Regions from separate parts of the Mus musculus genome. Here all the other regions are linked to region 2. The links are chromatin contacts, called in public HiChIP or PLAC-seq, Micro-C and promoter capture Hi-C maps. All regions are on one chromosome and are shown on one strand. The core of a region is the stretch at or near the end of the contact, and the rest is flanking DNA. Distances in the headings are between cores, read along the strand shown.

Region 1 (4,901 bases), core at 2,367-4,866, 610 kb before region 2:
ATGCTTGTTCAAACTTCTCTTCATGAGACTTAACCAGAGAACAAAGTCTCTGCTGGGCTTTTTTGAACCTTCCTTTGACAATGAAAATAATCTGAGTCTCTTCACCTTAGTCTCAGACAGACTTTTCAGACAAGGGCAAAAAGTAGCCACATTCTTCACCAAAATACCACAAAAACAATCTTTATGCCACATACTGAAATTCTTTTCCTTTGAAATCTCTTGGGCCAGGTCAACACAGTTCAAATTACTTCCAGCAACAAAGTCTTCCATATTCCAACTAGGATGACCCATTAATCCCCATTTAAATCATTCCACTATTTTCCAAATCCAAAGTCCCAAAATCCACATTCTTTCAAATAAAAGCATGGTCAGGCCTATCACAGCCAATACCCCAGTCCCTGGTACCAACTTGTCTTAGTCAGGGTTTCTATTCCTGCACAAATATCATGACCAAGAAGCAAGTTGGGGAGGAAAGGGTTTATTCGGCTTACACTTCCATACTGCTGTACATCACCAAGGACTGGAACTCAAGCAGGTCAGGAAGCAGGAGCTGATGCAGAGGCCATGGAGGGATGTTCCTTACTGGCTTGCTTCCCCTGGCTTGCTCAGCCTGCTCTCTTATAGAACCAAGACTACCAGCCCAAAGATGGTCCCACCCACAAGGGGCCTTTCCCCCTTGATCACTAATTGAGAAAATGCCTTACAGCTGGATCTCGTGGAGGCATTTCCTCAACTGAAGCTCCTTTCTCTGTGATAACTCCAGCCTGTGTCAAGTTGACACAGAACTAGCCAGTACAGTGAATATACATACATACATATATATATATATATACATATATATACACATATATACATATATATTTATGTATATTAAACTCTGTTTTGAGCATCAAATACCGTGACTACTGTAGTGGTATCCAACTCTCTTGTATAAATATGGTCAATTTGTTATCTACTTAAATACAGTGCCAATTTGCACCTAGAAACATGAGCAGTGGTTCATTTACTGTGACTTAGTTATAAATTAAGCAATAATAAAATTATGTACTGTACTCAATTGATAAACTGAAGAAAGTTAGTTAACTCTCACATTTCTCATTTATAACTAGTTATTTCCTCTTGGTTTGGCATGTGGTTCTTTCTTTTAAGGGGGTGGCTGTTGGGGCAGGATCTCCCTCCCTCTGGCTGAGGCTGACCTGGAACTAACTGTAGCCCAGGTTGGCTCTTAACTCTTAGTGATCCTCTTAATTTCGCATTGAGAAGACTGGGATTGCAGGCATGAGCCACCACACACAGCCTGGCAAGGCTTTTAAATTGCGGTTCTAATTATTTTCATTAATTTAAAAACTACCCACTTATTATGAGACAGAGTCTTATGTAGCCCAGGCTGGTCTTGAATTCCTGCTCCTCCTCCTTCTACTTCCCAAGTGCTGAGGTTACAGGGTTACAGGGCTCCTTTCTCAAATCCACTTATTTTCTGTGTAAATATTTATATCTGTACTCATTTGTTAAGATAAACTTAGCCTTTAAATGGGCAGCTCATGTATAAATAATAAAAAGAAAACACTAGTTAAAATCTGTTTAGCCCGAGGTTAGGCAGAGCTGTAAATGTAACAAGTGTGAAGTGTGATTGACAACCTCAGATTAAATAATTCTACTTAACAATTTGACACTGTGAATTTTTGTTTTTTTGTCAAAATTCACTTGCTCAATAGTATGACCAAAGAAGATGTGTAGTTTCCCCCCTGCCTGTCTGTCTATTTTCTTCTTTAGTTGAGAACATGTCTCATTTATCCCAGACTGGCCTGGAAATCAATACGTAGCCCTTGCACTTCTTCTGATCCCCCTGCCTCCATCTTGAGCTGGGATTGTAGGCAAGTACTAGTACATTCAGTTCTATGCAGGATTTAGTGCTTGCTAAGCAAACCTCTACTCACTGAGCTATACCCCTAGCCCTAGGCTTTGCTTCTTTTTTTTTTTTTTTTTTTTTTAAAGATTTATTTATTTATTATATGTAAGTACACTGTAGTTGTCTTCAGATACACCAGAAGAGGGCATCAGATCTCATTATGGGTGGTTGTGAGCCACCATGTGGTTGCTGGGATTTGAACTTCAGACCTTCAGAAGAGCAGTCGGGTGCTCTTACCCACTGAGCCATCTCACCAGCCCTAGGCTTTGCTTCTTAAGTCAACAGAAATGCCTCAATATTTTCACAAAAATATTGTGTGTGTGTGTGTGGGGGGGGCAACAGGAACCTGTTCGGAGCAGTTAGTAAGCCAACCAACCTGTTCTAAATGCCTTAATATCAAGTTTTCTTTGACTAGCTCTAAAAATATTCATTTCCCCATAACTTCATTTTTACTCTCCATCTACCGCGTACAGAATCAACAAGGGCAGAGAGATGTTCAGCAACGCTCAGTGTTCATTTGCCAGCATCCACGCGATGGTTCCCAGACATCCGTAACTCCAGTTCCAGGCAACCAAAGCTCTCTTCTGGCCTCTGCAGGCACCAGGCACACACGTGGAGCACAAACATACATTCAGGCTAAACACCCATACATATACATTAAATAAAATAACGATTTTAAAAAATCAACAAGGAACCGAGTGTTTCTGGTCAAAAATCTGTCACACATCATACACTTTGGAAAAGCCTTAATTAAGGTTAACGGAGACAAGGCTTGCTTCAAATTGATGCTCACTTTCTATTGTTCATTCTTTTTAGTTTGAGGTGAAGACCTTTGGTCCTCCTGTGGCCTCAGGCAAAAGGACACTGCAAATTTGAAGGAAAAGCTAGGACACGGGAGGTTAATTTGCTTCTATCTACATGGAATAAATACGGAGCAAAAAATCGCTCATCAACAACCATTATTTCTTCGCAGAACTTTCAGCGATTAAGTTGGGACTGCAGGAGCGCACCCACCACAGAGACATCCATTCCCAGCGGTACCTCTTATTGTCCTGGGACTTACTCCCTACACACCTCTCACTCAGAGACGCGAGCATCTAGGAAAGCCAGGTTACAGCTCCCTGGTGCTGCCAGGGTGATCTCAAAGACAGTAGAGCCGCGCCTCTCCCACTTTTGGCTGGTTCTCAGATGAACCCCACAGTCCCGAGGCGCCGAGAGGTCGACTCTGCAGTAAGATCTGAGAGCTTGGTCTGATCTCCGCAGCTCTAGAGTCGCCTTCATCCCAGTCCCTAGAAAGATGATGGTGCCCAGGCTTCCCCGCTAGCCAAGCACTCCATGCCTCGAATCTATCGCAAACCCCTCTTTTCTCTCCAGGCCTAGGCCTCCCTCCAGGCCCACTTTAGGGGCTCCTCCTTCGCCCCTGAAACCGATCTAGAACCCCAAAGATCAAGGCGAGCCCCATCCCACGTCCTCCTCGGCTTTACGCGCAGCGCCCCGCCCTGGGACTGGTGAAAGGAGGGGGGGTGACTGGTCAGCTCTGGAGGGGCCAGGGCCCCCACACTCACCATCCTCAAGCCGAGTCCCTCCTCCTCCTCCTCCGCCTCCTCCTCCTGCCTCCCCCGTTACCAGGGGTAACTGCTGCGGCGCCGCCCCTGACGTCCCTCGCACGCACAGCGGAGGAACGGAGCAGCGGGATGGGGCGGGGTTCTGCTCCTCTCTACCCAAAGTGCGCAAGCGCGCCAAAGCGCCCGCCCATTGCGCAGGCGGTCTCGGGAGGGGCGGGAGGGCGGGGCGGGCTGGTGAGCGACCCAGCGGGAGGTGCAAAGCCGCCCACGTGGCTGGCCGGAGCCTGTGGCCTCTGATTGGTCGGAAGTGGGGGCGTAGGGCGAGGGGGTGGTTCCCGGGCCTAGCCGCGACACTTCAGTTCTGCTTTCCTGGTCAGCTTCGCCTGGTGGCAGTCGCGGGGTGCATCCCTCTGGGACCAGGTAAGAGTTCGCAAGTGCAGCCAAATGCACAGCTACTCCTAATCCCCGCGCCTCCGAAGGGAGCGTGGTTCTGCTCTGTTGCGGCTGCCAGGCGCTGCGTGCTGGACTTGCATCTGCAGAAGCCGCGTGGCCGGAGGGACCCACCAGGGCTCCAATGGATTCTTCCCTTCTGACCCCGGTTGTCTTCGGGTGCCAGGCTTTAGGGCTCAGGAGTTGCGGCTACGTCTCTATCTCCACATTCTTGTTAGAATCCAGGATAGGTGATTTGTACTGTGTTGGGGGAGGTCGCCTGAGAGAGGGCGAGAGATAGGGAGGTTGGGGACCGGTCCCTAGCATTGAGGTTAGCTGGCAGCGGGAGTGTTAGATTGTTTGGGATCTGCTGGATTTTGCTAAACCGGGTTAGACTGCAAGCGCTACCTCCCGCTCCTCTCACGCCCAGGGCCGACCACAGGACCTTTGTGGCATGTTGGTTCCCGACAACCTGCCTTCGTGGAAATTGCATTCTTCCTAGTGGAATGTTTTTTTTTATATGAGGTTTAATTTCCTTACAACCCTAGAAATCGGTTATTGTAGATGATAAGAGTCCGGACTTGAACTAACTTGTAAACTATTTTTTTTTTTTACTTGTAAACTATTTTATAGTGTTGCTTGTAAACACTGTGGCCCAGGTAGGAGTGCTGTTTGCCCCCGGGGACTGAACTCAGAATGCAGGGGTTTGTACAGGGTAGGCAAGCACTCTGCCACCGACCTACATACACTACACCCCACACCTCAGAGCTGTTTATACCTGTTAATAAGCAGAGAACTCTTCCAACAGCTCATAGTTTAGGTAGAAGTGGTATCTCTGGAAGTCTGTTGATGTGTGTTTACCTGTTATCTATCTTACAGGTCCATGTATGTCACGTACATAGAGAGCAATTCCTGTCGCAAAGAAAGGGTGACATATTATTATTATTATCAATAGTTTAATCTGGGGTTCAGGCGTTACCTCTTTCACCAACCTAGTT
Region 2 (4,842 bases), core at 1,095-3,594:
TGTCTCAGCTCCCTGCCTTTGTCCCTGATACTGTGCTGAACAGGGAATTACAACCTATGCCCCAAGCCATGTCCAGTAACTGGTCCTTAATTAAACTGAGAAAGCAGAAAAAGGAGAGTTAGTGAATGTGGCCACATTAGGAACCAAGGGACAAAGACGGTCAAAGAGGGACAAAGAGATCCAGTATCCCCCAAGTCTGTCTTCTGGGGTCCTAAAGTGAGATTAAAGTTTGAATAGGGGGCTGAGGGTGGGCACACCTGAGCAGGTTATGACCTTCAAGTTCAGAAGCAACACTGTCAGTTTCCTTTGGAGCTCAGGCTACTCAGAGGATCAGGAGAGAGCCTTTTGGCCTGCTTGCCCGCCCTCCCTCCCTCCCTCCCTCCCTCCCTCCCTCCCTCCCTCCCTCCTTCCCTCCCTCCCGCCTTTCCTCCCTCCTTCTTGTCATTTGGCCTTCATTTTTCTTCTGCTTTGCCCATGGCCCACATTTAGGCCTGTGTGGGGCCTGTAATCTCCCTTTGGGGCCTTGGGTCCACCCCTATCCTGTACCAAGGCTTCCCAGGCCACAGAAGCGGGCTTATTCCAGAAGGACTCAGAGCCTCTCCAGCCACTCTCTACAAATCCCAGCCAGAACCCTGCACTTCACACACACTCCAGGGGAATTAGTCTCCTCTATACAGGCTCCACATATTTATTCTGACTCATAAAATGCCTGATCTCCCCAGCTATGTGTAATCTGTATGTCCTCATTCTCTCTCTCTCTCTCTCTCTCTCTCTCTCTCTCTCTCTCTCTCTCTGTGTGTGTGTGTGTGTGTGTGTGTGCTTTATGTATGTAGCTGTTAAGAGCCCACAGATTGCTGACAAATGAATCATCATTTGGGGAATAAGTGTTGGGAAGACACCGCCTATAAATAAGACACCAGTCCCTGACCATTCTGTAGCCAGTCAGCACCTGATCCCAGGCACCCCAGAGGCTTGGGGCTGGGGCTGGGACTGGGGGCCTGGTTGTCTTTCTCCTCAAACACCAGAGCATACCTTTCACAGGTATTTCTAGCTTGCCTGGAGTCTCTGAAACTTAAGGATATAACATGTGCAATCAGAGGAGAGTAAAAGGCAGGACAGGGGGCTAAAGGGGATCAGAGATGATGTCTAAAGATCACAGTAGGATTTTACTGCTGGCAGGCATGGGGATCCATTCACTGTACAAATACTTCTGAGAATCCGCATGTCCCTGCCCTGGGAGCTAGAACACTGTGAGGAAAGTGGCTGGCCGACTCTCCCCTCAGCAAGCTTATTCTCTATCAAGAGAAGCCGAATCTAACCAAGCAGAAAAGGCTACTTTTAGGCAAAGTCATATAAAAGCCACGAAGAGAATGGGATGACCCTATGGAGAATGATAGAGAGAGGCAGAGATGCTTAGCTGGGGTGGTCAGGAAAGAGCTGTGCCTACACATTGAGGATGGGTCCTATGGAGAAACTTCCAGAAAAGGATGGAGGAGATGTCTGTGTCCCACTCATGACCCAGGGCTCACTCTGGATCCGAGTTGGGAAAGTCCGGTTAGAGTGAGCGATGGCCCCGAGAAGCAGCAAGGCTGATGAAGGTGTGAGATGGACAGACGGACTGTCTTCTCCCCCATGATACACTGGGAGAAATAACCGCCCCAGATCCAAGATGACTTCCTGGTCCCTCCTGCAGGTAGCAGTGCTGAGCTACACAGATGGAAGAGTCACGTGAACAGGACATTTACAGACTGCCCCCTTCCTCGAGGAAGCCACCTTGGTCTACTATAGGCTATAGCACCCCCTCTATCCCTTCCCCAATCTCTTAGTTTTCCAGCTGACAGAATAATTCAACTTGGAACCGATATCTCTCTCATGGTTTGTACCTGAGCTGGGTCCCATCGGCTTGCTTCTGGTCTTGTGGTTCTCCGTTCTTGAACATGCAAAGGATGTTTGAACAGTCAGGAAATGGTCTGACTGGGGTTCTGATTGGAAGTTCCAACTACAGCGAAGGGGAGGTGACTGTATTCCTGATCTCAATTGTCTTAATTCATTATCCACTCACTCCTGAGCGTTTTAACACGTGCCAGGCCCTGAATCCCGTGCTAGGGAGCCTCCATTAGGGCTACCTCGCCACGCCCTGGCTCCGGGGCTCCCAGCGTTGTGGCGGTCCTCTTCCTCTTGTTTTCAGGTTCTATGTCCCAGGACAGGGAGACGCTCAACCTCCGAAGCTCCCATCTATTCCTGACGTCAGGTCCGGAGCAGTGCCGCCCCCAACCCTGGGTCCCGCGCGCCTTCGAGAACTTATAGCCAGCGGGAACGCGGCGCGCCCCGAGACCCACATCTGGCAGAGCGGGCGCGCGCGTGTCACTAAGACGCTCATTAACCTGCGCAGCTGTCGCCATAACAACCGGAGCCCCGGAGTCCTGGCGACGCTAGGGCGGGGGTTGGGGGCGGCGGCCTCGGGAGGGACCTGGCGGGAGCGGGGGCGGTCCACACGAGCCGGGCGCTGCAAGCTCACCCGCGGGCGGGAGGGCGCCACGCACGTCGCCGCGGCCGTCCCCGCGGGCGGGGACCGAGCCCGCCGACGAGCCTCCGAGCAGCCGCGCGCCGAGCCCCGACTCTATGGCCCGCGGGGAGCGCGCCGCCGCTGCGCCGCCCACCCGCAGCCGGAATCCGAGCTCCAGCACCAGGCAGAGCGCAGCGGCTCGCGCCGCGGGCCGGGGCCCAGGGGCCGGGCCGCCCCGGGCGCGGGGCATGGGAGCCCGGTAGCCGGGTGGCGCGAGGACCCCCACGGCGGGCAGGACCCGCCGAGCGAAGACCGCCAAGCCCAGGGAGAGCCGGAGACAGCAAACCGCCCGCCCCCGGTCGCAGCCCCGCCAGGGCCCTCCCCTGGCAGCGCGCACCCGCGCGCGCACACACTTGCACACCTTTCCTCCGCTCCTGCCCAGCCTTGCCTGGCTCCCGCCGGAGCACCCCCGGGGGGCCGATGCCATGGGTAACAACTTCTCCAGTGTCTCCTCTCTGCAGCGAGGAAACCCGAGCCGCGCGTCGCGGGGCCACCCCCAGAACCTCAAAGGTAGGCTTCGCTGACCGGGGAGCAATTGCAGGGAGGGTTGCGGCGCAGGTGGAGTGGTGGGCAGGGGTGCGGTTGGGGACGACCGGCAGGTGCCACCTGTTGTGTGCATTTGGAGGGCGGGAGAGGCGCTTCTGACAGTGGAGGTGGGCTGTGGTGGCAGCTGACCGGTGCTGATGGTGGAGATGAGGGAGGATGGCGGTCGGTGGGGGTCTGCGCAATTCTCCTTATCTGCCCTGGCAACGTCACTGGAGTCCCCTCCAGTGATGCTAAGCGGTGAGAAGAGGTGGGAAAAACATTTGCCGGCTGGATAGGGCAGTGTGGAGGGAAACCTAGGTTTTTCCAGATGAGCCTCCCAAGAGAGTCATTGTGGTCTTTTTTGCATTTGCCTAGGGCTGGGGGAGATCCCGCTGGAAGCACTAGTTGCATTTCCAAGCAGAGGGTCTTAGAGATTCAGGACTAGAAGGGCAGACGCGTGCTCCCGGGGTCTTTGCAAGTGGGTGATCTTTTGCACCGTCTGAGTCAGGTTGTTTGGTTTTGTTTGTTTATTTGTTTGTTTGTTTGTTTTGTGCATCCAAAGACAAAGTATCTGGTCTGAACCCTAGAAAGAGGGGAAGGGAGCTTCCAAACAGATGGAACGTTATCGGGAGGGTTTGCTGTCTATGGCCCATCCAGCACCCTCTGGGGGAGGCCCGAGGCTCTGCCCCAGGCCTTCCAGCTTCCAACATGTCTCTGACCTTTGGAAGATGCTGCTTGGTTTCCTGGGCGCCTGGACCCAGCTAATTCTCTCTGGAAAGCTGATTTTTTTTTTTTTCATCTTTATTAGAGACAGGTTGCACTTAGTTCTAGGGGCACAGTGATAGCTAAAAGTCCCAGGGCTTCCTAAACAGCAATAAGAACAATTAAAAAACAAAACAAAACAAAACCCACAGCATGGCACAAAACAACTTAAGTTCCTCAAGTCTCCCAGGATATGACTAGGGTAGTAGAGTACCCTTTAGCCCAGAGCCTTGGTGTTCATGGAGGATGTTCACAGGTCCCTTTTCAGGGAGTACAGACATTCTCTGGTTTTAGTCAGCAGAGCAACAGTAACCATATTCACTTTACAGAGGAGGGGAACTGAGGCTTGTTTCTTGAATTAGAAACAGCTAGGCTTCAGACCCTAGAGGCTTGGAACTCTTGTCTCTTCTTGCAGTTAGCTTCAGGATGGAGAAGGGATGACAGATGTACCACTGTCCTGCATTCTAACCCAGTCTTTCAGAACTTCACCTCTACCCTGCTCCGGAAAATTAGTGGGTCTTGGTGGATTTCTGGAAATTAATATGGTGACACTTGCAAAGGTCCTCTAGTGTCATGTTTATTGACCTTGTAATTCCTCATAGAACTGATGGGAGGAAAATGGAGATGCAGGTGGTACTTACGGCCATTAGGATGCTCCTGACAGTATCACTTAGACGAGGAACACAAGCTAAATGCCTAGGAATCATGGGGGAGGATGTGCCATCACTAAGATTACATTTTCAAAGACTCTGATGACTTGGGGAAGTGCTCACAGCATAAGAACGGTTTGTAAAGCGACAAAGACTTTGTGACCCCCGTCCCCTCTGTGCTTCCCATTTTGCTAAAAGGCGGTTATGTCGATCGAAAGGAAAAAGCAGTAATTACAAATAAATAAGAGCCAAGAAGGAACATTTCTCAAAGGTGCTGGGAAATGAATCATATGGGATTTCCCTTCTTTTTTTTTTAATTTATGTTTTCTTTAAAAAATG
Region 3 (4,718 bases), core at 1,786-4,285, 680 kb after region 2:
CCTATTAACTGTCCATTATATGAATAAGCCCAACTGCTACATCCACTCCAGTAGTGACCCACCTGACAGGCCAAAAAGCCTGGGTGTGGTCCTGAGGCAAAAAGTTCACAGAAACTTAGTCTCCCGGAACCGTGGCATCCTGCATAAGGAATGCTCCAATATCCTTGCTTTAGTTGGTAAATGGATCTGTGTGCTTTCCCTTAATATTGCTTTATTATAAGTTCTTCTAAGGATTGAATTTTTGACATATAGCTAAGTTAGATTCTTCACCAGTCCTAGGCAGTCAGTCCTTGAGCTGACCCTGGGCATGGATAGCTGAGTCACTGCCCTGCACAGGAATTTACCATTAACTAGGAAGAAGGAAGGAACCAGAGTAGATACTCAGAACTATAGATAGCTGAGTTACACCCATACACAGGAATTCACAATGGCCTAGGGGGAAGGTGGATTATACAATAGACTAGAGTAGGAATTATGGCAAGGGCATGAAGCGTTGGCCCCTGTAAGCGGACCTTAGATGGGGCTGCTTTTGATCCCAGTTGTTAACATTGTATTTTATTCCAGCTGGTTCTTGCCAGTCCTTCGTGTTTGCATTCCTCTGTTTTGTGTAAGAATCCGGTAACCTCATTGTACCTTGCCAGTGTGTCACCTAACTTCCCTATTTTCTTCTGTATAAAAAGTTTAATGCTCAATTTGACAAATTACATTCAGATCCAACACACTCTCTCGTGTCAATTCTTGCCGACTCTATGCCCATCTGTCCGAACCCCTGATTCCCACGGATTGAGGGGGGACGGCTAGGCCCGGTTTGTGGCACCCAACTAAGTCATTTTACTCTCCTCTCCATTTAATTTAAGCTCCTTTATTTGTGAACCATTTGTCCCTGCATGGCTTCTTATTGTGAGATATATATATATATATATATATATGTAGATGTAGATGATGTAGATGTAGATGTAGATGTAGATATATATTCACTGACTAGACTCTGGGCCTTTCTAGCTTGTTCATTCAACTATTTAGCTAGCATCTTTCCATGAAAACTCTAATGAAGTCTGTTTTCCCTGCTATGGACAGTTACAGACTTAATGAAATCAAACAGAAAAGTTTATGTAACCAAAGTCTTAGGCCAGAGGCCCAACTCTGACCCAAAGAAAGAAATGAAAGTAATCGTAAACATGTATGAAAAGGTTTTAATCAAAATGGCCATTTAAGTGTTTCATCCTTTAAGCCATGCTGACATGGTTGTAGATTTAAAGAGAGGAAGAATTTGGGGCGAGTGGTGAGAGGCAATCTATTAAACAGTGCTGGCCAGGCTATGGCTTGGTCAAGCTGTGGTTTGGCTCAGTCTGTTTCTACACGATGACCTTGAAGGAGTCTTTATTACTTGTGTGGACAATTTGGTTGCCAAAGGATGGTGGCTGCTGTTTGGGGATAATTTTCTTATGAAATGATCTATCTTCCCAGTTCTTTTACTCCCAGAATTCATGGTGTCTTCAGGTTTATTGGAATGACTGGAGCTTATCTGGAACATTCTCTGATAGCTGGAATGAGATGTTATAAAAGCTAATAGTCAGATATTTTAGCTATTCGTAACATATAGAAATAAAAGTTTTTTATTAAAACACCATCTGCGAGGCAGTTGATAAGACCTTCAACAACCTGAATTTGATCCTGTCAATATAGATTATAAATTGGACAGTATGAAATTACCCATCATTCTTCTGAAAAGTTACAGAAGGTTGCTGCATCGGGTGGACACATCTGGGCAGTGAAGGTGAACATTACGTAGAAGGTTAAAAACTATTTCTTGTCACTAGGGTTTTTAATTTTTTCGTCTTCTTGCAATATAGTCGACTCAGATTAATCTCTTCAGGTTACAGCTACAACAAAATATATAGTCCCGTGGCAGTTTGACTGTGGCCAGTAGAGATATATGCCCAGATGTTTGAGGGCTATGTTCTCAGCTGCTAGGACTTAGGCATGATCCCTACTATAATGGCCACCAGTAACGTAGCACAGTGGTTTTCTGTATATTTTCCTTTCTTTATTTGAAGAATTAATGTTTGCTAGTTCATCCACAGCAAGCCCTGCCTGCTAGGGTGCTGCCATTTCCTGGCCGCAATTGTTAGACGTATGAGTCATTTAAGTCACTTTGGCATTTTGTTCCGTAGTTCTAGTGAGCACAGGGAGAAGCCAGGATCAAAACTGGAGCTGGCTCCAAGGGCATTCTCTGCTTCTCCAATAATAGAGCTGGAAACAAAACCCAGGCATGCTCTTTCATAAATAGCCCCGGAGTTAGTAGCTTTTATCCATGAGCTTTGCGAATCCTGGAGGCAAACTCTCCTCATGCCTGAATAAGAAGACAGCAGTTTTCGCAAGCCCTCTGGCCAGATTTTTTTTTTTTTCTTATGGACTCAAAAGGCTAAATTTTCTCAGCCCACTGTGCTTAAACCAGCGTGTGCTCTTTCTAGGCTTCCAGACAAATGTTTTATGGATGGAATTTTGAAAGCACAACTGCGTCCGGAGGCTAATAACATCCAGATGTGTGCTCTTTTCTATATGCCGAAATGTGCCTCTGTAGGTGACTATAGGGATGGCAGCTTATAGTAAGCTAGTACTGACAGAAGAAAAGACCGTCCAGGTGGCTAGACCACCTCCTAGACCCCTCTGGAATGTTGGAAATTTGGGGGCAGAGCTAGAGCTCACATACCAGTGGAGTGGGTGTGGGAGGTATGGAGGTCAGGGCCAGAGTCCTGTGTGAAGGCAGACAGGAAACCTTCGGCCTGGAGGGATGGGGTGGCTCTTTCTGAGCATCTCTGCTTTGGCCGGCTCCAGGTGGTCATCACATGACACAAGAAACCACAAGACCCCTTGTGTGGAGGCGGGGTGTGTGTCTCTGTGGTTTTGTTCCTCCTTGCACTACCTCCGCAGCGAACCTGGGAGCCCACCGGTTAACGTCACACAGCATCAGGATCCAGGATCGCAGCGGCCGATGCTTTCCCTTTAAAGGCGGGGGCGGCTCCCGGCCAGGAGGCGCGGTCTGGGCGGGGCTGAGTTCTAGGACAGTGTACAAGACCTCGTGCTTCCAGAGTCGCCCGCAAACGGGAGCGGAACCCGCGTGGCTCTCGGCCTGCACGGCGGCTCAGCGATGTCGGGAGAATCCTCCAGGAGCCTGGGGAAGGGTGAGGCTACTGGTGTCGGGGACGCACCGTGTACCGGGGATGCCCGGGATCCCTGTGCGATCCGGGCCGTGACTGTCTCCTCTCTCCTGCAGGAAGCGCGCCCCCCGGCCCGGTCCCGGAGGGCCAGATCCGCGTCTACAGCATGAGGTTCTGCCCCTTCGCTCAGAGGACGCTGATGGTCCTGAAGGCCAAGGGAATCCGGTGAGGACGAGGGCGATGGCTCCGGAGCCGCTGGCGGCTGGGCTTCAACCCCTCGCGGCGTTGGCTTTGTGGTCAGGGGGAAATATTCTCAGCCTTTTGTAGGAGACTTTAGTTGCTCACCCTCTTTTCAAGGGGAGAATTGTCATGGACTCCAGGGCTCTAGGGCAGCCTGTTTAAGCAGTCTGGGGCTCAAAAAAAGCGTGTTTCCCCTCCCCACCCCCCCACGGTGAGGTTGGTGGTTTACACTAGATTGCGGAACCCTGGGGTGGCTGTCTCAGCTCGGGTCCTGGGATTCTTGGTGAACTAGAGGCTTGCTTCGCTGTTGCACAAAGGTCACCCGCCTAGCAGAGTTCTGAGCCGTGTGCACAGTCATTTAGGTTGTAAACACAAGGAAGTGTCAGAGTCAAGCCTTTGCAAAGCCTCCATATCCAAACAGTCTTTGACCTACGGGTTATCTACAGTTGGTGAGTCTCTTGGCTTTTCCCGATACCATGTTCGTTGGACCATTTCCCTTCCAATGTCTTGGGGGATCTTTTGAACAATTATTAGACACCTTCTGTTTGGAAGCTCACCCTTAAGAAAAAGTTCATGTATGCAGTTACAATTCGTAAACGACTTTTAGTCCATGGGGAGAATTGGCTAGGCAGGCAGTTCTTTTCCCTAAATGTTAAAATATGTAACCTAAGGAAGTATTTGAAAATTAATTGTCACTTTGTAACGATTTTAATTTCATTTGGATAGGAGATTTGGTTTTGAACACAAGAACGTATTTTTTTTTCTTAAAAAGCAATTTTTCTATATTAGTTGGAACTTTCACTCTAACAAAGAAACTCAAACTGAATTGAAAAAAATAAAAGATATTTATTGTTCTAATACAACGAGAGAGTCCAAGAACAGGGCACAATGCCTTGTGTGATGTGTTTCCTACTGAAACTCAGTGTGGAAAAGAATTATATTTCGCACCAGGATTTCCCAAGCAACATTGAAATTACTTTACCATAACAGGGGTGGGGGCCCTTACGGGGAGAGGGGTTCCTTCAGATAGTGTCTATTACTACTCGTTATTCACAGACCGATTTTAAACCAGGAAACTTTGCCTGGGGCAGTAGCGCCTTACACAGGGCATGTGTGTTGCACACTCTGTGTAAGGAGCATCCTCCAGCCTGTGGGCTCAGCTGTGCTGAGTGTTGGCTCAAAATGCCACGCTTCCAGCATTCACTTGTCTTCTTGATCTCCAGAGCCCAGGAATTGCCTTCCATTTTCAAAATATAATTCTCAGAGATGGACACTATTCTATGGCAAGGGCTTTTGTCTTTCCCATGACAGGTGGTT
Region 4 (4,728 bases), core at 641-3,140, 550 kb after region 2:
TTTTGTAATGAGAGAACTCATAGGAAGGAAAAAATGAGAAGAAATGATTTCACAGACTGATCTGTGAGTTGGTGAGTAACACTTGTACCATAAAAATCATGCATTCTACTGCCTTCCCCTTAATCTCAGCACTCGGGAGACAGAGGCAGGAGGATTTCTGTGAATTCCAGACCAGTCTGGGCTACAAAGCAAGGTCCAGAACAACCAGGGGAGTTACAGAGGAACCCTGTCTTAAAAAACCATCAAACAAAACAACCTCCTGTCCCCAAGTAATGAATTCTGTTCTTGCTGTTTCTTAAACATTTAGGAGTGGAACATTAATTTATTAATGGTCACATGTGAAGGCTTGACGTTTTCTGGTATTTATGGCTTAAGTTGTGTGGACTTTTAGCTATCATAGCACTCTTTTAAAAATCCGTGCTTTTGGGAAAGGTAAGGGATAAAAGCTTGTGAGACATTGCTTTAAGTCAATTAGGGAATGACGAATATGCTTGACTAAATGTTCCTTTGGTGTTTTGCATGATTCTAGCTGCCTCTCATACATTATCATTGAATTTCCCTGTCTCTAGGAGGTGAATATTGTTCTCATTTACCAAGCCATCGAACTGAGGTCCACGGCCACACTACACTCCATTGCACAAAACAAAAACAAACCAAAGAAGAAACCGTGGTGCCAGGACTCTAATCTAGGCAATTGCAACATCTGCAGATCTAATCACCTCATTAAGTTCCTTTAGGTTCTGTATTTATTAACTGACCGCCTAGGAGTCTAATCAGTTCTTTCGGGTTACTTTAAAGCCACTATTAGCAGATATTCGGAAAGAGAGCTGTCCCTTATTACAAACTTCCCAGTGACTCACAAGTTAGCTCAACTTCTCTACACCCACGGCTCCACCCAAGCTAGTTCATTTTGCTGTTGCATAGCAACAGAACATCCTGAACACTAGAAGGCCGTGCAGCCTCCCAGAGTCTAGCAAGGGGCCTCCTGGGGGCCCCCAGAGCCTAGCAAGGGGGCATCCCGGGAGTCGAGCCAGGGTCTAGCAAGGGGCCTCCCGGGGGCCCCCCAGAGTCTAGCAAGGGGCACCCCCAGGAGTCGAGCCAGGGTCTAGCAAGGGGCCTCGGGGGGGGGGGGGCAGGATCAAGCAAGGGGTTTAGTTCTCAAATATCTGAATTCTAGTCCGAACCTGTCGGATCGACCGCGCCCCGCTTCCTGTTCTGCGCCATAATACACTTCCTTAGGTTATTTTTTTCTCAGATTTGACCAAAACATGTGAAGCCAAGCAGAGGTGGGCACAGACCAAAATAAGGGGGCGAGTCCGCAAGGCAGGCTGGGGATGCCCTCTACTGTTTATGCAGAGACACCCACATAGACTCCGAGCCAGCAGGGAGCCGAGCGGGCCCCGCGGTTTCCGGCCCTGCCACGTCTGAGGAAAAGCCTTTGCGGTGGGGAAAGCCGAGCCTGCCAGGGGGCGAGCGCTGCCAGAGGGCGGTGCTCTCGGGCGCGCCACCCTGACGATACCCACCCCGCCCCCAACCCCACCAGGGAAGCTGCTCGGGAAGGCAGCTGGCACCGCAACTCCCAAAGGCAGTGGCGAGCGGAAGCGCGCCCCCCTCAGGCCCCTCCAAGGGCCTAACATCGTTTTTTCCATGGACGCCACCCCACGGCTGGCGGCCGCGCGCGCGTAGCCGAGCCCTGGAGCGCGCCGGCCAGCCCTGCCAATCACGAGCCGCGCCCGCCTCCCGCCAGGCCCCGCTCCGCCCCGTGGCCCAGGCCCGCGGCCCGCCGCGCACGCGCAGTCGGAGCTGTACGGAGCACATCCGCCTGCTCCGGCCAAGCTAGCCAATCGTACGTCTCTTCTCCGGTGAGGCTCCGCCCCCGGGGCGAGGTCAGTGGGCTGCGGGCGCTCCGCTGGCTGTGTGTACGGTGTGTCGCCGCTGTGAGCATGGCTGAGGAAGGTACTGAGCTTTCTCCCTGGGGTTGGCCTGAGCGGCAGGCCTGCGGGTGTCTGGGTATCTGACGGAGAAGCTCTCTCCGGCGTCGCGGGAGCTCGGCCTCCTGCTCTGTGGGATAGAGGGCTTTCTGTGGCGAGGGAGGCGGAGGAGTGGAGGAGGAGGGCTACGGGGTTGCTGAAGAGAAGGGAGCTGGGGGGAGCGCGCTTTCTGTGGTGGGGGGACGGGGTGGGGAAAGGGGGAGCTGAGTGGGGTGCGGGGACGGGGGGAGGGCTTTCTGTGGTGAGGAGGGAGGGGAAAGGGGGAGGGAGAGTGGGCGGGGCTTTGTGGAGAAGATGGACGGGGCTGGGGAGGAGGGCGGAGTCTTTGACCATAGTAAACCCAAAGGGGCAGATGCTGCTTTCTGACACCTCGGGACTCGTTCTTGGTTCTAGGCGCAAAGCTTTTAAGAGTCAAGATTCAGGCTGTATTGCTTTTATTTACGAAATTATAACAAAAATTAAAGTTCTTGACTAGTTATAGTTCCCCTTCCTGAAACGCAAATTTTTGGGGGTGTTTTGAAGGGAAAAAAAGAAAGACAGTGAGATACTAGCTGGTTTATTTGTCGTGAAAGAAACAGGACTTGGTTACTTCCCCATGTGGAGAGGTAAATGGAAAATATGAGAAGAATTAGAATAAATTATAGCTACATGTAATTGGAAGAAATGGCTGACTATTTTTGGTGTTTAGTTCACTGAAGAAAATTTTGTTCAGAAAAATTGAGGTCTGTTTTGAGATAATTTGATTATCATTCGCGTCTTTTCTTTTTGATAAGGAAATCAGGAGTTCACTTCCAAGATGGAAAACTCATCAGATTCAGCATCGACTTCACCTGATGCTCCTCAGCCCAGTGAGAATCCACCATCACCACCGACTTCACCTGCCGCTCCTCAGACCAGTGAGAATCCACCATCACCACCGACTTCACCTGCCGTTCCTCAGACCAGGGAGAATCCACCATCACCACCGACTTCACCTGCCGCTCCTCAGCCCAGGGAGAATCCACCATCACCACCGACTTCACCTGCCGCTCCTCAGCCCAGGGAGAATCCACCATCACCCCCGACTTCACCTGCCGCTCCTCAGCCCAGGGAGAATCCACCATCACCCCATTCGAATAGTTCAGGAAAACAAGTATGGATATCTGTGTTGTCCTCTATCCCCCACCCCCATCTGTTCTGTTCCAGAGTATTCTGATAGTGCCAGTTTTAAGGCTACTGGAGTGTGAATTAATATGTAGCTCATACCTTTCTAACTGCCAAGATTTTCTTCTTGAATCGGTTCATTTTGTTTAATTTCTTATGAGGTTACTGCGATGCTCCAAACCAAGGAAACTTGAATCTGTACAGTATTTCTTAGGGGGAAGTCTTTGGTAGCAGGTCTTCTCCTTAGTTTATAGTTCTGAAGCATTTCTAGTATTATCAGGCAAATACTAGCTGCCAGTGGCAGGCGAAGTGTCTCAGTCCTATTTTAGTTAACCTTGCTAAAGTAAGACTATAGGTAGCCTCTGGATATTAGAGACATTGGTGATGCTCGCATGAGATTTGTGGAAACAGAAAGCCATCCATTGTACCTATCGTAGAAGCATATAGCCTTTATTTTTAATAGATTGACTTACTACAAGAATGTATCCTTAACATTTTTGATGTTTGTGTCTTTTTCAGCCTCTGAGTGGAACACCTAAAGAAAGGTTAAAGAAAGCAAGATCTTCATCTCATTCATTTTGTAGTGTGGTGAAGCGTATGAAGGTAGAGAATGACGAAAATAATGAGACCCTTTCAGAACCAGGAGAATCTTCAAAGGAAGAAAATTGTTCAAAGGCCCAAGAAAGCTTGAAAAACAAAGACAGTGAGCCTGGAGAAAAGAGCTCAGAGGAGAAAAACACGTGTGAATCTAAGTCGTCGGATACTGGGTCATCTAATGCCCTCCCAAAGGAGTCTGAGAATGCGATCATTAGAGAAAAATTAAAACAAGAAAAAATAAGATTGATTAGGCAGGTTGAAGAGAAGGAAGACCTTCTTCGGAGGTTAAAGTTAGTCAAGATGTATAGAATAAAGGTGAGAAGAATCTTAGAACCGTTACATCATTTTTACATAAACTGCGGTAGTTTCTAAATTGGAGATACATTTTAGTTTGATAAACAATCAGCCAGATAACCAGAAACCCGGGTTACAAGAGCTTTGACTGAAATAGAAGTAGTTGGTTCAGAGTGAGGCTGAGGAACCCCTTCAACACGAGGTAAAACTTAAAAGCTTAGGGTTTTGTTTAATGCACAGGTGGAGCGTTTTGGCCTTAATTTCTAGCCAGTAGCAAGATGAGAAGTGAGAGGTGTTCCATGAAGATGCAGGGGGACAGAGCACGATGGTGTTAGAACTAAAAGTGGACCACAGAATGCAAGGTGCTGTACTTTCAGTAACGATCCTGCATAAATGTCAGGCATTTTATTTGGGAAAACAGATTTTAGGTTTCAGCTTACACACGTTGAGTAAAATAGAACATGGATGTCTAGAAGGAGACATTTATTATCTTTGTAGTTCTTACCCAGGTAACACCTCATTTTATCCCAAAACTGGAGTAAGTGACAGAATAGCATGTCTTATATGTGATTTTGAATTTTTAGGACTTTTCTAAATGTAACTGAATAAAATGTTGAAAATACTTTAAACTTGAATATTTTTACCTTTAAGAAGTTTGCGGTACATGGAGACATTAGAAAGGCACAACACAACGTCGTATCTT
Region 5 (4,407 bases), core at 1,178-3,677, 660 kb after region 2:
CAGGCTAGTTTCCAGCTTACCGGCTCAAGTGAGCCTCCCTTTTCAGCTTCTAAGTTTCTGGGTCCACAGGTGTGTGCTACCACGAAAGGATGATTCTGCCCTTTTAGGTAATTTCTGAGGTAAGGCCAGTGTTGGCAGGAAGCACACCACCTTTAAGTCAGATGGCTGTGGCTTATGGGGTTAATAAACCTTTAGTGGTCAGCTTGTCTACTTCTGTCCAAAACAACCTTTCACAATACAAAACACCTTCATTCCTAAGAACTAGATTTGTTCACATAAAAAACAAATTTCAGTAGCCAGGTGGTGGTGGTGCGTCCCTTTAGTCCCAGCACTCAGGAAGCAGAGGCAGGGGGAAATCTCTGAGTTCAAGGCCAGCTTGGTCTACAGAGTCAGTTCCAGGATACCCAGGGCTACACAGAGAAACCCTATCTTGAAAAACAAACAAAACAAAAATCCTTCAGTTCCGGGGTGAAGGGGGTGGGGGTGAGGTACCACAGGTGTGTGCTACCACGAAAGGATGATTCTGCCCTTTTAGGTAATTTCTGAGGTAATTCCAGTGTTGACGGGAAGCACACCACCTTTAAGTCAAACGGCTGACTTAAAGGGGGAGGGGGAGGGTGTCCCAGATACCTTTTAACTTGTTTTTTCTGGTCAGCGATGGGAAGCTGTATATGTAGATAACAGGTTTAAATCTTCGGTCAGAGAAAGCCACGACTTCACTGGGCACATTAGTTGCCATGACGCCCACAATCCCATTAATACACTGGAGTACAGTCTTCTTCTTGGTTTCCAGGTTAATGAATATTACAAAGTTCCCAGAAGGGTAGCAGATGGTCTGGTCATTGACAAAGTGGACGTTCTGACTAGGGAATCCTTGCACCCATCTTTGAGAAAAGATAGATCAGCATCAGTATGATCCACGCTCACTTCCTTTCCAACACAGCACCTAGAAAGCCATCCCAGTCTTTGAAACACATCCGCTTCATTTTTAACTCCCTCTCTGCTCCAGTCTTTCAGAGGAACACAGGGACTCACTGAGAAACCAGTGTGAGCCGATGGTCTAGAACAATGCAAAGGCTGGAGAGATGACTCAGCAGTTAAGAGCACTGACTGCTCTTCCAGAGGTTCTGAGTTCAATTCCCAGCAGCCAAATGGTGGCTCACAACCATCGGTAATGAGATCTGATGCCCTCTTCTGTTGTGTCTGAAGACAGCAACAGTGTACGTATATACGCATATACACATATACATAATAATAAATAAATAAATCTCTCTATATATATAAAAGAAATGCAAAGATCAATAGGTCTCTGGCCTGTGACATGGCTCACTAGGTTGAAAGGAAATTGTAGAAAACAGTGTATCCAGGGTTCTTTTCTCTTGACTGTTTTTTGAAAAACTAAACTCAAAATCACTTAAAAAAATCAACTAAACAAATTTAAAACCGCTTTGAGTAAGACAGCACACTCTATAGTTGTAAGCCACGTACGTGACTTGCTTATAGTTTACACACATGAAGAATGCACGGCTCTGTTTTAGACCTAAAAATCCACATAAGGACAAGGAAGACACGAGGGCAAAGGAGTTAGAACGTGAGAGGTCCATTTTAGGAGAGGATTGTGTGGTAGGTATATGGTGGAAGGAAAGTCTGAGATAAGGAAAATTCCATTTTATTTAAATATTAAAGATATGTTTGAAAGTGGAGGAAAGAGAGTGAAGGGCACATGTTTTCCGAGTCTGTCCCCCATCTCCTCCCATGACACAGAACAGCAGTGACAGGGGACCCTGAACTGTAAGCCATCCTTCAGAACGTGGAGGGACAGAAAAGTTAGCTCTTCCAGATGTCTAAGGCCCAGCAACTGCGCACAGGAATCCGGAGTGAGAAGGAAGGAGTTAGAAGGGAGGGAATCGCCTAAGAGGACGCTGATGAAGAGGAGGGCTGAATGGGTTTGCAGGAGCTCTGGGGTTGAGTACCACCGAGGCAGGAAGAGGATGCAAAAACAGAAGGTGGGGGAGAGGAATACCGGGCACACAAGTGAGGGTCCCTTAGCAGGAGAGCAATGTGGTGAGGTGGGAAACTGAGGGCCGGTTGGTCATTTGGTCAGGAGACCGACCGAGGGGTCCAACTGAAGAGGCTGCACAGGGTCGGAGCCGGGGGTGGGGAGGAGTTGCGGGGGTGGGGGTGGGGAGTGAGAAGCAGAGCGAGTTTGCTTGGAGGATTCGAGGGGCAGGGGTCCTGGCAGGGTTTCCCCCTCCAGCCCCTTGCGGCCGCGATGCCGCACCTCACCGACAGGGAGGATCCGGAGTAGTGGGCAGAGGCAGAGGCAGGGGCTGAGGCTGAGGCAGAGGCAGTGGCAGAGGCAGTGACGTCGTCGCGCTCCGGGTCTTGCGACATGCCGACTCCCAGCGCACCCGGGGCTGCGGCCGTTACTCCTTGGCCCGGCCGGGTCAGGCTAAGAAGCCCGCGAAGATGCCACTGTTTACACCTGTATCCTGGAGACCGGGAACCCCGCGCCCATTGGCTGGCGGGCGCCGCCTATGGGCGAGCGGCGAGCGAAGCCGAGCGGTGGGACCCTGGGTCGTGGATGCTGGAGTGCTTCTGCCTCAGCAAATAGTTTCAGTATTAATAAGTGTCAAGACGGTTATTAATTCTGCATGCTGCCATGCTACTCCTATCTATACGCCGGAAATATTTCATTTATTTCCCTGCACCGGTTAAGCCTGCTCGGAACCCAGTGAGCAGAAAGCCAAGTCAGAATCCAAAGGGTGAGGGGCACAATGGCTGCCTAACAACCCTTCAGGTGTCTCCTCTGTGAGCGCAAGGAGGCAGACTGAAGTAATCTGGTGGGTGATAGGCTATGCTCTTCTCTCCTAGCCCCTTGCCTCTGTCCTGTCTAATCCTTTTTCTTCCCTGAGTTTCTCTTCCCCTTTTCCAGTTCCTTCCTTCCCACCTGGCCAAAAAAAAAAAAAAAAAAAAAAAAAAGTTGGGCTCCCCATTCCCTCCCCGCTCCCACCAGCCTCTCCCTCCTTCTCCTCCTCCCCCTCCTCCTTCCCTCCTCCTCCTCCCCCTCCTCCTCCCCCTCCTCCTCCTCTCTCTCTCTCCCTCTCTCTCTGCCTTTACTACTCTATTAACTCCCCTTCCCATGGCCTGAATAAACTCTATTCTATACAAGAAGAAGAAGAAGAAGAGGAGGAGGAGGAGGAGGAGGAGGAGGAGGAGGAGAAAAGAAGAAGAAGAAGAAGAAGAAGAAGAAGAAGAAGAAGAAGAAGAAGAAGAAGAAGAAGAAGAAGAAGAGAAACAGGATGAAAGAAAGAAAGAAAGAAAGAAAGAAAGAAAGAAAAAGAAAGAAAGGAAATAATATGTTGGAAATGGCTGAGCCTGGTCTAGGGAATGTTCACTCCATCACTGTAACTGTTACAGTGGCAGGGCAGGGCTTCACCAATGAAAATGTTACAGCTTTGATAGGAAAGGTATCCTGGCAATTGGGAACCAAGCAATACCACCTTGTCACACTTTACAACAAACCTCACCCAAGAGATTTATTGGGAGGGGAAACCCAGGAGGGTGGATGCAATGCTTGGACTAGAAGCAGCTGTCAACTGAGCATAAGGTAGGGTTTTTATGTAGGGTTTCATGGCTGCTGGGCTTTCCAGGGTGGCCTGGGATTGGTGGAATTTTTTTTTTTTTTTTGTCTGATATTGTGGCAAGCTTAGGGATTGGTGGGATTCTTTTTCTTGGCCTTGGTCTTGGGGTCAAGTCAGGGTCATAGTGTTCTTTCTATTGCCCTTTTTACCCTACAGTAATGAACTATGGATGTGTTCAAGTAGGTTAAAGAAAGGGGGATTTTAAAGAGAGAGAGAAAAAAGAGGAAGACCTTTGAAGCAATAATCCACAGCATCAGTGTTTAATAACAAGAATGATGCTGAGGTAGAGCAGAAAGACGTGAAACTATGGAGTCAGGAGAAGGGAGAGCCAGCTAATCAGAGTCTGGCAGCTGAGAACCAAACGTTCCGAATGCAGGATAAAACCCACCAATTACATAATAAGGACACCCACCAATCCCTGAGTTCATTCAAGCTCAGGAATTGATATCTCACCAATCACCACCCTGGGAATCTCTATCCTGGAAAGCTCTGCACCTCCAGAAATCTTATATAAGCCCCGCCTTCTGCTCAAATTGCCTGAGCAAAAGCAGCCACTGTCCATCGTCCATCGAGGTTTTACCTCTCAGTTAATCTCTTGTGTGAGGCTTGCTGTGTGGTGTGACTTGGTGGTACCCCTTGGCTCCGGGTTGCCAGGATACCTCTCAGTATAGAGCTTTGGCTGGGGGAAACTTACCCCTACCTGAGCAGAGCTCTAACACTTTCATTAGAGCAGAACTGTAACACTTTGGAAATCGTCCCCTCC

The links. Promoter capture Hi-C pulls out the DNA fragments that hold promoters and counts their contacts. Hi-C and Micro-C count contacts between places; a contact is called where the count stands out from the background. HiChIP or PLAC-seq counts read pairs in DNA pulled down with a chosen protein or histone mark.
Region 1: a Micro-C map of embryonic stem cells shows a contact between it and region 2, with 3 times the contacts expected there. The contact joins the promoter of Arl3 here to the promoter of Neurl1a in region 2. A contact is called at or near these places in 2 of 39 promoter capture datasets (frontonasal cranial neural crest and hippocampal neurons), 1 of 484 Hi-C or Micro-C datasets (embryonic stem cells), 1 of 115 datasets of contacts at active chromatin or transcription factors (pancreatic cancer cells) and 1 of 9 other capture datasets (adipose tissue).
Region 3: a contact with region 2 is called in an HNF4G HiChIP or PLAC-seq map of pancreatic cancer cells. The contact joins the promoter of Gsto1 here to the promoter of Neurl1a in region 2. A contact is called at or near these places in 2 of 115 datasets of contacts at active chromatin or transcription factors (bone marrow-derived macrophages and pancreatic cancer cells).
Region 4: a contact with region 2 is called in a promoter capture Hi-C map of the SN4741 cell line, with 5 times the contacts expected there. The contact joins the promoter of Sfr1 here to the promoter of Neurl1a in region 2. A contact is called at or near these places in 7 of 39 promoter capture datasets (the SN4741 cell line, embryonic stem cells, hippocampal neurons and 3 more), 2 of 484 Hi-C or Micro-C datasets (both in embryonic stem cells) and 3 of 115 datasets of contacts at active chromatin or transcription factors (cardiomyocytes, large pre-B cells and pancreatic cancer cells).
Region 5: a contact with region 2 is called in a promoter capture Hi-C map of the SN4741 cell line, with 6 times the contacts expected there. The contact joins the promoter of Cfap43 here to the promoter of Neurl1a in region 2. A contact is called at or near these places in 2 of 39 promoter capture datasets (the C10 cell line and the SN4741 cell line) and 1 of 115 datasets of contacts at active chromatin or transcription factors (pancreatic cancer cells).

Annotation. Positions count from the first base shown.
Region 1 is chr19:46,569,566-46,574,466 of GRCm38.p6, forward strand. Arl3 (ADP-ribosylation factor-like 3) reads right to left here and starts at 3,617. Exons shown (of 6, transcript NM_019718.3): 1 at 3,475-3,617. The coding sequence starts at 3,477. It overlaps Sfxn2 (sideroflexin 2), which reads left to right and starts at 3,800. Exons shown (of 12, transcript NM_053196.3): 1 at 3,800-3,894.
Region 2 is chr19:47,176,476-47,181,317 of GRCm38.p6, forward strand. It overlaps Neurl1a (neuralized E3 ubiquitin protein ligase 1A), which reads left to right and starts at 2,345. Exons shown (of 6, transcript NM_021360.4): 1 at 2,345-3,076. The coding sequence starts at 2,992.
Region 3 is chr19:47,851,938-47,856,655 of GRCm38.p6, forward strand. Gsto1 (glutathione S-transferase omega 1) reads left to right here and starts at 3,036. Exons shown (of 6, transcript NM_010362.3): 1 at 3,036-3,185; 2 at 3,278-3,386. The coding sequence starts at 3,152. Gm30021 (predicted gene, 30021) reads right to left here and starts at 2,979. Exons shown (of 2, transcript NR_166768.1): 1 at 2,714-2,979; 2 at 1,174-1,544.
Region 4 is chr19:47,729,866-47,734,593 of GRCm38.p6, forward strand. It overlaps Sfr1 (SWI5 dependent recombination repair 1), which reads left to right and starts at 1,891. Exons shown (of 4, transcript NM_026377.2): 1 at 1,891-1,956; 2 at 2,765-3,123; 3 at 3,654-4,046. The coding sequence starts at 1,944.
Region 5 is chr19:47,834,934-47,839,340 of GRCm38.p6, forward strand. It overlaps Cfap43 (cilia and flagella associated protein 43), which reads right to left and starts at 2,428. Exons shown (of 38, transcript NM_027559.2): 1 at 2,282-2,428; 2 at 631-884. The coding sequence starts at 2,394.